Linked DNA regions of Mus musculus: region 1 is linked to region 2. A link is a contact called in public Micro-C data. All regions are on one chromosome and are shown on one strand. The core of a region is the stretch at or near the end of the contact, and the rest is flanking DNA. Distances in the headings are between cores, read along the strand shown. Region 1 overlaps Stx8 (syntaxin 8). Region 2 overlaps Stx8 (syntaxin 8).

Region 1 (4,478 bases), core at 22-2,521, 140 kb before region 2:
TTGTATACACTTTCCAGGCTGAGCCCCTATTCAGAGGGGGCTGCAGCTTGTGCGTAATGGGCCCCCTACAGACAAAGCCAGCAAGTTTCTTAATTAAGTCTAAGTGAAAGACAGATCCCGCTTACATCTTCAGAGACCCTTCCCTCAGAACTTCAAAAACACCCTAGACTGCCTATCAAACCCAGGCACGGATAACTAGCGAACAATTTTTCCTCTTTTTAAATATAGAAAGCCAGGCCCCGGCGCCAGGCCTCAGCCCCCTCTCACTTTCCCCGCAATTTTAGACATGCCTCTGGTTTATAAAACAGGAAACAAAGGGACTTCTTGTGTGTCAGAGAAGTCCTCAGAGGGTCTGAATTTCATTCCGGCCTTCCCCACAGCACCGTGTTGTCTAAAGAGCTCCTTAACTGCTTTAGTCTCATTAACATTTCCACGAGGAATCAAAGGATGCAGCAGGAAGCCGGCATCCCTGTCTATATATCACACAAGGACAAGTCCGCGATGGGAGCATGCTAAAAAATTAATTATTAGCTAATTGCCTTCTAGGAAATGTGATTTTTCACATCCCTCCCTCCTTCCCCCTGCAGCCGCCTTCCAACCTAGCCTCAGAAACCCTCTCACAGACAGGCCTTTCTGTTTTCTGGGCTTTGCTGTGATAATGTTCTTTGCAAACAGAAACCAATTATTCTGCAGCAGTAAGTCACTGCGAGTATGAATTGCTTTAATTTTTCCCCCTTTTAGCAGCTGCCCAGGGTGGGTTGCGAGGTGGCTGCAATAATGAAGCAGGATTGAATACCAAAGCAGCACCCAGGCTGGGCGTCCTGTGGGGAAAATGATGTTAGGAAATAAAAGTGCATTTTCCTTGCGAGCTGCTAATCAATGAGTTAGACGTGGCCCCGAATGTGCTTTCCGCTTGGAATTTGCATTGCCGGCGTGGCTTCGAGCTTTCCAAGAGTCCCGTGCACCTGACTGGCTTGTAAAAATGTCACCTTACTGTTAAAGTGCTAAACATGCCCTGTTTCTCTTGCCTGTTTTCTCTCTCCCTCCCCCTTTGCCTTTTTCCTTCTACAATTCTTTGCTCTCTCATTAGAAATGCCCAGCAACGCCCGGCAGACAAAGACACTGCAAACAAAGTGGATGGAAAGGGGAAAAAAATTAAAAGGGAAAAAGTGCAGAGGAATTCTTCATTCACTGATCTCCAGAATACATTAATATCTCAAACTGTTGGCACAGCCGACAATGCTTGGGCAGCTAACAATGCAGGCCATGATTCCAAGTCTGGGATCTTCAAATAAACCCTGGCGCTGTCATGGCCACCAGGAAGGAGAAGAATGACGATATTAGCTGACCTTCGTCTTGTTGTTTCTTCAGACCTGACTGCTGGACCTCTGTTTGCTTGTTACTAGGATTTCTTGACAGAAAAATTTTAGCATTTCCCAGGCAATACAAGAGCCAGTTTATTAGGTAAATAAACCGGGCCTTAAGCAGTCTTTTCTGTTCTATAATGGGAACTGGGCAAGGAGGACTGAGGTTGCGCTGGAGTCAGGGAGAAGGGCTAAGAAACTGAGAGCAAACACATCACTTTCACCCCCCTCCCCCACCTGGACACCAGTGAGGAGTGAGGCGTGAGGACGGGGACAAATTGTCAAATTAATGATATGCCTATGGTTAATTTAGCTGCATTCCTCACCAAGTGAGGAAGACAGAGCTGACAAATCACTGAATCAATGTTCTGCCCTTGGTTAACTTAGCCAACATCACCCACAAGTAAGGAGGAGGCAGGGGAAACTGTGGCTTTCCTTAGAGAGTGGGGCCTACACACCGAGGAACTTCCTGAGTTGGCCTGATAATGCATTCAAACCGAGCTAATGGTGGACCAGGTCATTTCCCTCTTGTGATTACTTAAATGTTTTCACATTATCCAAACCACTCCCTAGTGACACTCTGATCTTAATTAATGTGGACAAATCAGCAACGCAGAGCTGAATCATTTGGAGAGCGTGGCGATCAGGAGGCCTCCAGACTATCCAGACTGTGTCTCAAGTGTCAAAGATTACATTTTTCTGTGTCTGTTCGCTGCGCTCCCTCCCTCCACTGTAACACGTTCTGTGAGGGGCACTGACCACTGCTAACCTTCCCTCTCTCTCGGTGCAGCATGGAGAATCCAAGATATATTTCCCAATGGAGCTGATGATGTTTTCTGGCTATCTCTGGAAAGTTGCATCCTGTCACAAAAATCTTTAGCTGCTACACCCAAGTGAAATTGAGACGCGTTGAGGCAGTCCCTCGATCAACAGGGAATGAGTGGCTCCAGGGATGTCGCTGTCTGTGTATCACCAGGCTAATCCTCTCATAGACTCCATCTCTCTGTGTGGTGCAAGGGGGTCTAACACAGGACCCAATCACCTCTGAGTGACTTATGATACCTAATATGGAAATGCAGTAGAATGAATGTTATACTGCAGTAGAATGAATGTTATATTGCATTGTTTAGGGAGCAATGCCAAGGGGGAAATAGTCTGCACATGTTCAATGTAAATGCAGTTTGCTTCTCAAGTAGTTCTCTTCTGTGGTTGGTTAAACCTACGGACCTGGGACATGATCCAGAGGGCCGGAGGACCAGCTCCAATTCCCAACCTGGTGATGACCGTCCCCTCTATAATGGATTTAAGGCCAACTGTTTCTCAGTTCCCAACAGCAAGTTAAAATGTGCCTTGTAATAAATGCTGGAAAAGATTACTCTTGCTTCAAGTTGGAGGTCCTGTAACTAGATACACATTTCCCAAAGTTTAAAGTTAGACACTCACTTTGTTGGAAAATAAAGATAAAGAAAAATCTCAGGCTCTGGTAGAAAAACTTAGTCCAGTAGTATGTGAGATGGCATCTCAAGATGTTCAAAAGAGAGAGATAGTTTGTAGGGATGTCATGTATGTCTGCATAGCAAAGCAACTAGACAGACAAGTTCTTAGCAGCTACTGTTTGTAGACAGTAGGTTTTCAGTTTGTTTACATTTTATTTACCATTTTCTACAGTTTTAAAAAAAGATTTACTTATTTTTATTTTATGAATATTAGGATTTTGTTCCATATGTCTGTGAACCATGTTTGTGCCTGGTGCTCACAGAGGTCAGAGGAGGGCACAGTATCCCCTGGAACTGCAGTTATGGATGGCTGTGGGTTGACATGTCAATGCTGGGAACGGAACCCAGGTCCTCTGTAAGAGCAGTCAGTGCTCTTAACTGCTGAGCCATTCCCTTCAGCCTTTTTATTGAGACAGAATCTCACTGGAATTTGCTATGTATACCAGGCTAACCTCCAACTCACAAAAGCCTTCTTTCTGCCTCTGCTTCCACAGTTCTGGAACTAAGGGTGTGTGCCACCACACCTGGCTATAATAATATTCTTCACAATTGGAAAAAATTTCAATAAGCTTTCTGTAAAAGTAAAATACACTGGTAAACAAGTAGGATATCTCAAAAATTTTACACACACACACACACACACACACACACACACACACACACGATAACCTCATTAATACAAGAGGCTCTCGGGGTGTGTCTCACATACATATGTAGATGAGGCATGCATACATAGGTGCACGTGCCAAAAGCACACTCCTGGATAGACGGGAACATTCACCGGGGCTAGGGCTGTGACTATTTCTGAAACAACGTTTCTATGAGACACTTAAGGAATTTTTTCTCAGCTCTAAGCAACCAGGTTTTACACTTCTAGTTTTAAAAGAGATTATACTCGGGGATGCTCAGTTACTTTGAATAGGTGTGACATTCCAGGCTGAAGGGTATTCATACCTGTCGACAGCTGTGAATTAGCATTTCAAAACCCTTCTAAAGTGACTTATGAACTTGTTCTGTACGAGGCACGAGTACCTTGCAGAAAAGCACTGCTGCATATGCTGGCAACAGAGAAGACCAGATAAGCAGGCTTATTAGAAGGATGAAGTTAAGGTGTCACCCATGGTATTTTTGTAATCTGGTCAGTTAATAAACAATCACAGCTAGGCAAAAGAAAATAAAGGAAAGAAAGAAAAAAGAAAAGCACCGCTGAATTCTTACCAGGGTGAAAGCCTTTTCGGCTAGGAAGCAGAAGCCACCAGGAATGTGAGAGATCCAGCCTTGGAAAGATAATGCTGTCCATCCATAGGTGCAAAGTCAAAACCACCATGCCAGAAATGAGGAATATAAAGTGCTTTTGATCTTTAATTAGGTCCTTACAGGGGTAGTAAACAGGCTGGGGAGAGAGGCTTTCCAGTGAGAGCAACATTTCCAGTGTCTCTCACCAACAGTTGTCATCTTCAGTATCATTTGTTGGTTTTAGCTCTGTCTTACAAAGTTACAGCCAGAAAGGGGTGGAGAAGAAATGAATTTCAGTGTATTTAAATAAATGCCAAGTTCAACCCAAAATGTCCCTTTGAAAGTGCAACTGAAACAGAAAGTGACCCAAGTGGCCCAAGTA
Region 2 (4,319 bases), core at 372-2,871:
CCGTAGCTGTATGTGGCTCACTGCAAAAGCCTGGGTCAGAAACTATAAAAATCGCCCGAGACTCAGGAGTGCATTGGTGGCCAGCTCTGAGCAGTCATTTCAGTGAGTGTATCAAAACTGAGTGGTACTGCTCCAAGGTTAGTATCAAGCCCTTGTCTATCTCTCTCTGTCTCTCTCTCTCTCTCTCTGTCTCTCTCTCTCTCTCTCTCTCTCTCTCTCTCTCTCTCTCACACACACACACACACACACACTAATGTACACACACTATACAGAGAAACCCTGTCTCAAAAAAAAGAAAAAAAACACAAAATGAATGTACACACACTTGTGCACACAGACAAAATTAAGGTATTAATATGAAAGGACAAAAACAATTCAGCAAATGTGAGGTGATTTTAAGCAACCTCAATAAATGGCAAGTTAGGACTCCAGCTGTGTTGACGTGTGCAGTTTGTGTGTGGTATGTGTATACTTTAATCACCTATTAGGGAATAAAAGTAAAAATGTGGGCACAAGCTCATATCAATAGTAAACATGATACAGAGAATAGACTTCCCAGCATGACCTAATTCCCAGAGCTAAGCCACGCCTACTTCCTGCTCCTCTGACTTGGTCTTCCTCGATTACTGATGGCCTGGACCTACCAGCAATGCACCTGTAGCATTCCTATGCGTCTATGCATCTGAATGCACTTCATCAGCTTAGGGTGATACCTACTATTAGTCACTACTGCTCTACTGACACTGGCCTTAGTAGAGTCACATCATATTCTGAAGTAAGGATAAAGAATGGTACATGAATAAGTAAAATAAGCCAAGTGGTAAAAAAAAATTTTTTTTTGAAAAAAAACAAACAAACAAAAAATAGGCATGTCCTCCCTCCCTTTCCCTACAAGAAAATCACCAAGCTGAAGACTTTCCAATGTATCTCTGCCCTTGGCATTTTCCCACAGGTGCCCTGTGATGCCTGTCTCATTTAAGAATCCTCAAGTAGTTCGCAAAGGCAAGGTCAAATTCACTCCTTTGCCCCATAAGCTTTTCTCCTCCCCATCTCGAGTCTGCTTAGTGTGCCATCCAGGGCCTTGTGTTACTACTGTTGTTGCTGCTGCTGCTGCTGCTGCTGCTGCAATTATCCTTCTACCTCACAGCAGTGGCTGAGGTGTTCTTCAGAGATGGCTCACTGTCCTCATGCACAGCCAACATGTTCCCCTGTTAGTACAGCCTAGCTTTAGACCCTCCTCACCTCTCCTACAGACCCATTCTGATGATAGAATGACCTAAAACTGAAGTCTCACTATTATTATCTCCATGGTTCACAACTTCCGTGACTCCCTGGAACTATAGGTTACGTGTGAGCTTTAAAAGATGGTCCATGGTCTCAGCAGCAGCATCTCCCAATGCCCCAGTACCACACCCTTCATCTCCCTGAGTCGTACATCCTGCTCACTACCACAGAGTCAAAGGCACAAACTTTCACACTCTCATGTTTTTGCATGAGTCTGGAGTATCCCCACCCCCACCCCTTTGTCCATCTGGCAAAATTCTATTCATCCCCTAAGGCTCAACTCAAAGGTCACTTCTGCTGCTGAGTCCTTCCTGATCCCCACTCCATCCCCCTTTCCTCAAATCAATCACTCGCTGGCACTCCCATGGCACTCTGTTCACGACCTCGAACGTGGCATTTATCAAGCAGGATTGTAGCTAGTTATTTACTCATCTGTCTCCCTTCCTAAGTTATGAGCTCTGTGAGGAAAGAGGCCACATCACAGTCATGTTTATATCCCCAGCACCCAGAAGTGGGAGCCTCTGAGTAGGCTGGAGAAGCAACATTCGGGAAACGCTTACAAAAATGGGACTGGGAACCACTGAGGGCTTTGACTGGAGGGAGCCAGCGTGAGAAGCGTACTTAACATTTTCATCTTGAGAAATTAAAACAAAAGTCCTAATCAAGGGCTACCTGCCCTCACAACTTAGCAGCAAAGACCAATGCTCTGCAGCAGATGGGGAGAATTACTTTGAAAGGGAATTCTGTCAGAAAAACATCTTCCAGCTCAGCCTTGCCTTGCGGTGACAAGTCAGATCTCTTAAGTTAAAGAAAGGACAAGCTAATTACTGTGCTCTGAGGTAGAACAGACTTGATTTTCCTTGTTAAACCACCATGGATCAAACCCATCCCACCACAGGGCTTCAGCCACCGCAACTCCTGGTTTCTCTTTTGCGATGAGGCCAACCTGGCCTTGAATTCTTGGGCTCAAACCGTCCTTCAGCCTCCTCTTTTCCAGGTGCTGGCGGTGCTGGCCTACAACATGGTGGACGGTGTGTGTGTGTGTGTGTGTGTGTGTGTGCGTGTGTGTGTGTGTGTGTGTGTGTGTGTGTGCGTGTGTGCGTGTGCGTGTGTGTGCGTGTGTGTGCGTGTGTGTGTGCGTGTGTGCGTGTGTGTGTGTGCGTGTGTGCGTGTGTGCGTGTGTGTGTGTGCGTGTGTGCGTGTGTGTGTGTGCGTGTGTGCGTGTGTGTGTGTGTGTGTGTGTGCGTGTGTGTGTGTGTGTGCGTGTGTGCGTGTGCGTGTGTGTGTGTGCGTGTGTGTGTGTGTGTGTGCGTGTGTGTGTGGGGCGGGGGTTTGTTTTTTAATAAATCAGTAATTTCTGTCCATATTCTTTGAAGATAGACCTTATCTATAATAATATAATAATTAGTAGACATGATGGCATATTAGAATCCTCAACATGTTTCATGATCACTTATAAGGACATAACATGATTTTACTCAGCCTCTCAAGAAATTAGTGTATGTTATTAAATTATAGTAGCACGGTGGGGGGGGGAGCACTCAGATAATCCATCTCTGCTAACAAAGTCAGTTGGAACCTGTCAGAGTTCACAGGGAGGGCATTCTTATCAACCGAGCAAGGAGTTGAAAAGAAGTGAATTCCAAGAAGTAGCTTTTCTTAGCATTTCAAAAAGATGTCAGCTGACTATGGAAAAATGTTTGTTTTGTCTGGAAAAAAAAATATCAGTGTTTGAGCATTCACAGACCACAGGGAGGTTTACAGTTAGGAGCAACGAAGCTATTTCTAGGGTGTCAGAGAGCTGGGTTGCATCAACAAAGGTTTCTAGCTGGCCTTGCCCACAGATGTGAAAACGCCCTTATGGTATGAAAGGGCTAATTCCTTTTTCTTTTCAAAACGTTTTATGCGGTTTTGCTCCGTGGACATAAAGATGCACAGAGACTCAAATTTCAATCAGAAATGGACTCTCTGACATAAATTCTTCAGAGACACACTCTGGCAACAACGTGCAGACTGGATTACATTGAAAAGCGGCTGGGGCAGGGGCTGGGGGGGGAGGCAGGCCAAGGCGGGGGAGCGGTAATTGAGGTGGGTGGCAAAGGAAGTCAGGAGAAGGAAAATGACAACAGGGACCTGTGAGGAACAGATGATCAGCACACTGCTTTAAGGCTACCAGTCTGAGGGAGCAGACTGAATAAACGGGGTGAACATTTCCAAGCCTGCCTGAGCTGGGAGAATAAACTCAAGTTAGGGAAAAGGAAATTTCTCATTAGCATTCAAAGTTCAACACAGCTTCTAAAAACAAACCCCAAATAACACCACTCACTCGAGGTCAGGATCAGCGGACGTGCGGATAACTTCCTTCAGCCTGATAAGCCACAGTCTCATACTCTGTAGTCCATCCACCCTCCCGTCCATCTGCCCGCCTGCCCACCTACACACATCCATACAACTGAAGAGCTTCCATTGAGCAGACACTGATCCAGTGGCTGAGAAGTGAACAGGACTTAAGTACCTGGTGGATACACTAGGGATGAAAAGTGCCCAGCACAGTGCCTAACCCAACATTGGTTCCCAAGATATTTGTATTGTTAATTTCAATAAGCAACGCCTGCTGAGTTCAAGTCCAGAATAAACAACTCATCCACAGAAAATGTCTCCTTCTCTATCACCTACCAAGGGACACTTCATCAGTGTCCCCAGCCTACTGCAATCAAGTATCTTTAGTTGTTCTGTTTTGTCTTGTTTCATTTCGTTTTGGGGTTGTAGTTTTTTCCCTTTTTCCCTTAGTGATGGGAATCAAGCCCAACCCTGTGCATGCTAGGGGCCCATCCCACCACTGAGCTATGCCTCTGACTGGTTTGCCCAATTTTAAGTCAACCCCTTTTTTTTTTTCTCCTGACAAACTCCTTGCCAAACTCAGCTGGGTGACTTGGGGGAACGGACACAATTTAAGAAAGGGCTGTTGTTTTGTTTTGTTTTGTTTTGTTTCATGACTTTTCAAACTTCAATATACCAGCTACTGAGAACTCCCC

What was found. Hi-C and Micro-C count contacts between places; a contact is called where the count stands out from the background.
Region 1: a Micro-C map of stem cell-derived motor neurons shows a contact between it and region 2, with 2.6 times the contacts expected there. The contact joins two enhancer-like sites. A contact is called at or near these places in 1 of 15 datasets of contacts at CTCF or cohesin (large pre-B cells), 5 of 484 Hi-C or Micro-C datasets (embryonic stem cells, hematopoietic stem cells, neural progenitor cells and 2 more), 7 of 115 datasets of contacts at active chromatin or transcription factors (astrocytes, differentiating embryonic stem cells, double positive thymocytes and 4 more) and 1 of 9 other capture datasets (embryonic stem cells).

Annotation. Positions count from the first base shown.
Region 1 is chr11:68,141,769-68,146,246 of GRCm38.p6, reverse strand. The region is part of intron 7 of Stx8 (syntaxin 8); the gene reads right to left. Among named protein-coding and RNA genes, the nearest start is that of Mir6406, 77 kb to the left of the region's middle. Within about 2 kb of position 1,271, at least 37 of the 459 cell types and tissues checked have an H3K27ac peak or open chromatin away from gene starts, as enhancers often do. A contact at or near this core is called in stem cell-derived motor neurons, where this site is marked.
Region 2 is chr11:68,005,208-68,009,526 of GRCm38.p6, reverse strand. All of the region lies in intron 4 of Stx8 (syntaxin 8), which reads right to left. Among named protein-coding and RNA genes, the nearest start is that of Stx8, 41 kb to the right of the region's middle. Within about 2 kb of position 1,621, at least 14 of the 459 cell types and tissues checked have an H3K27ac peak or open chromatin away from gene starts, as enhancers often do. A contact at or near this core is called in stem cell-derived motor neurons, where this site is marked.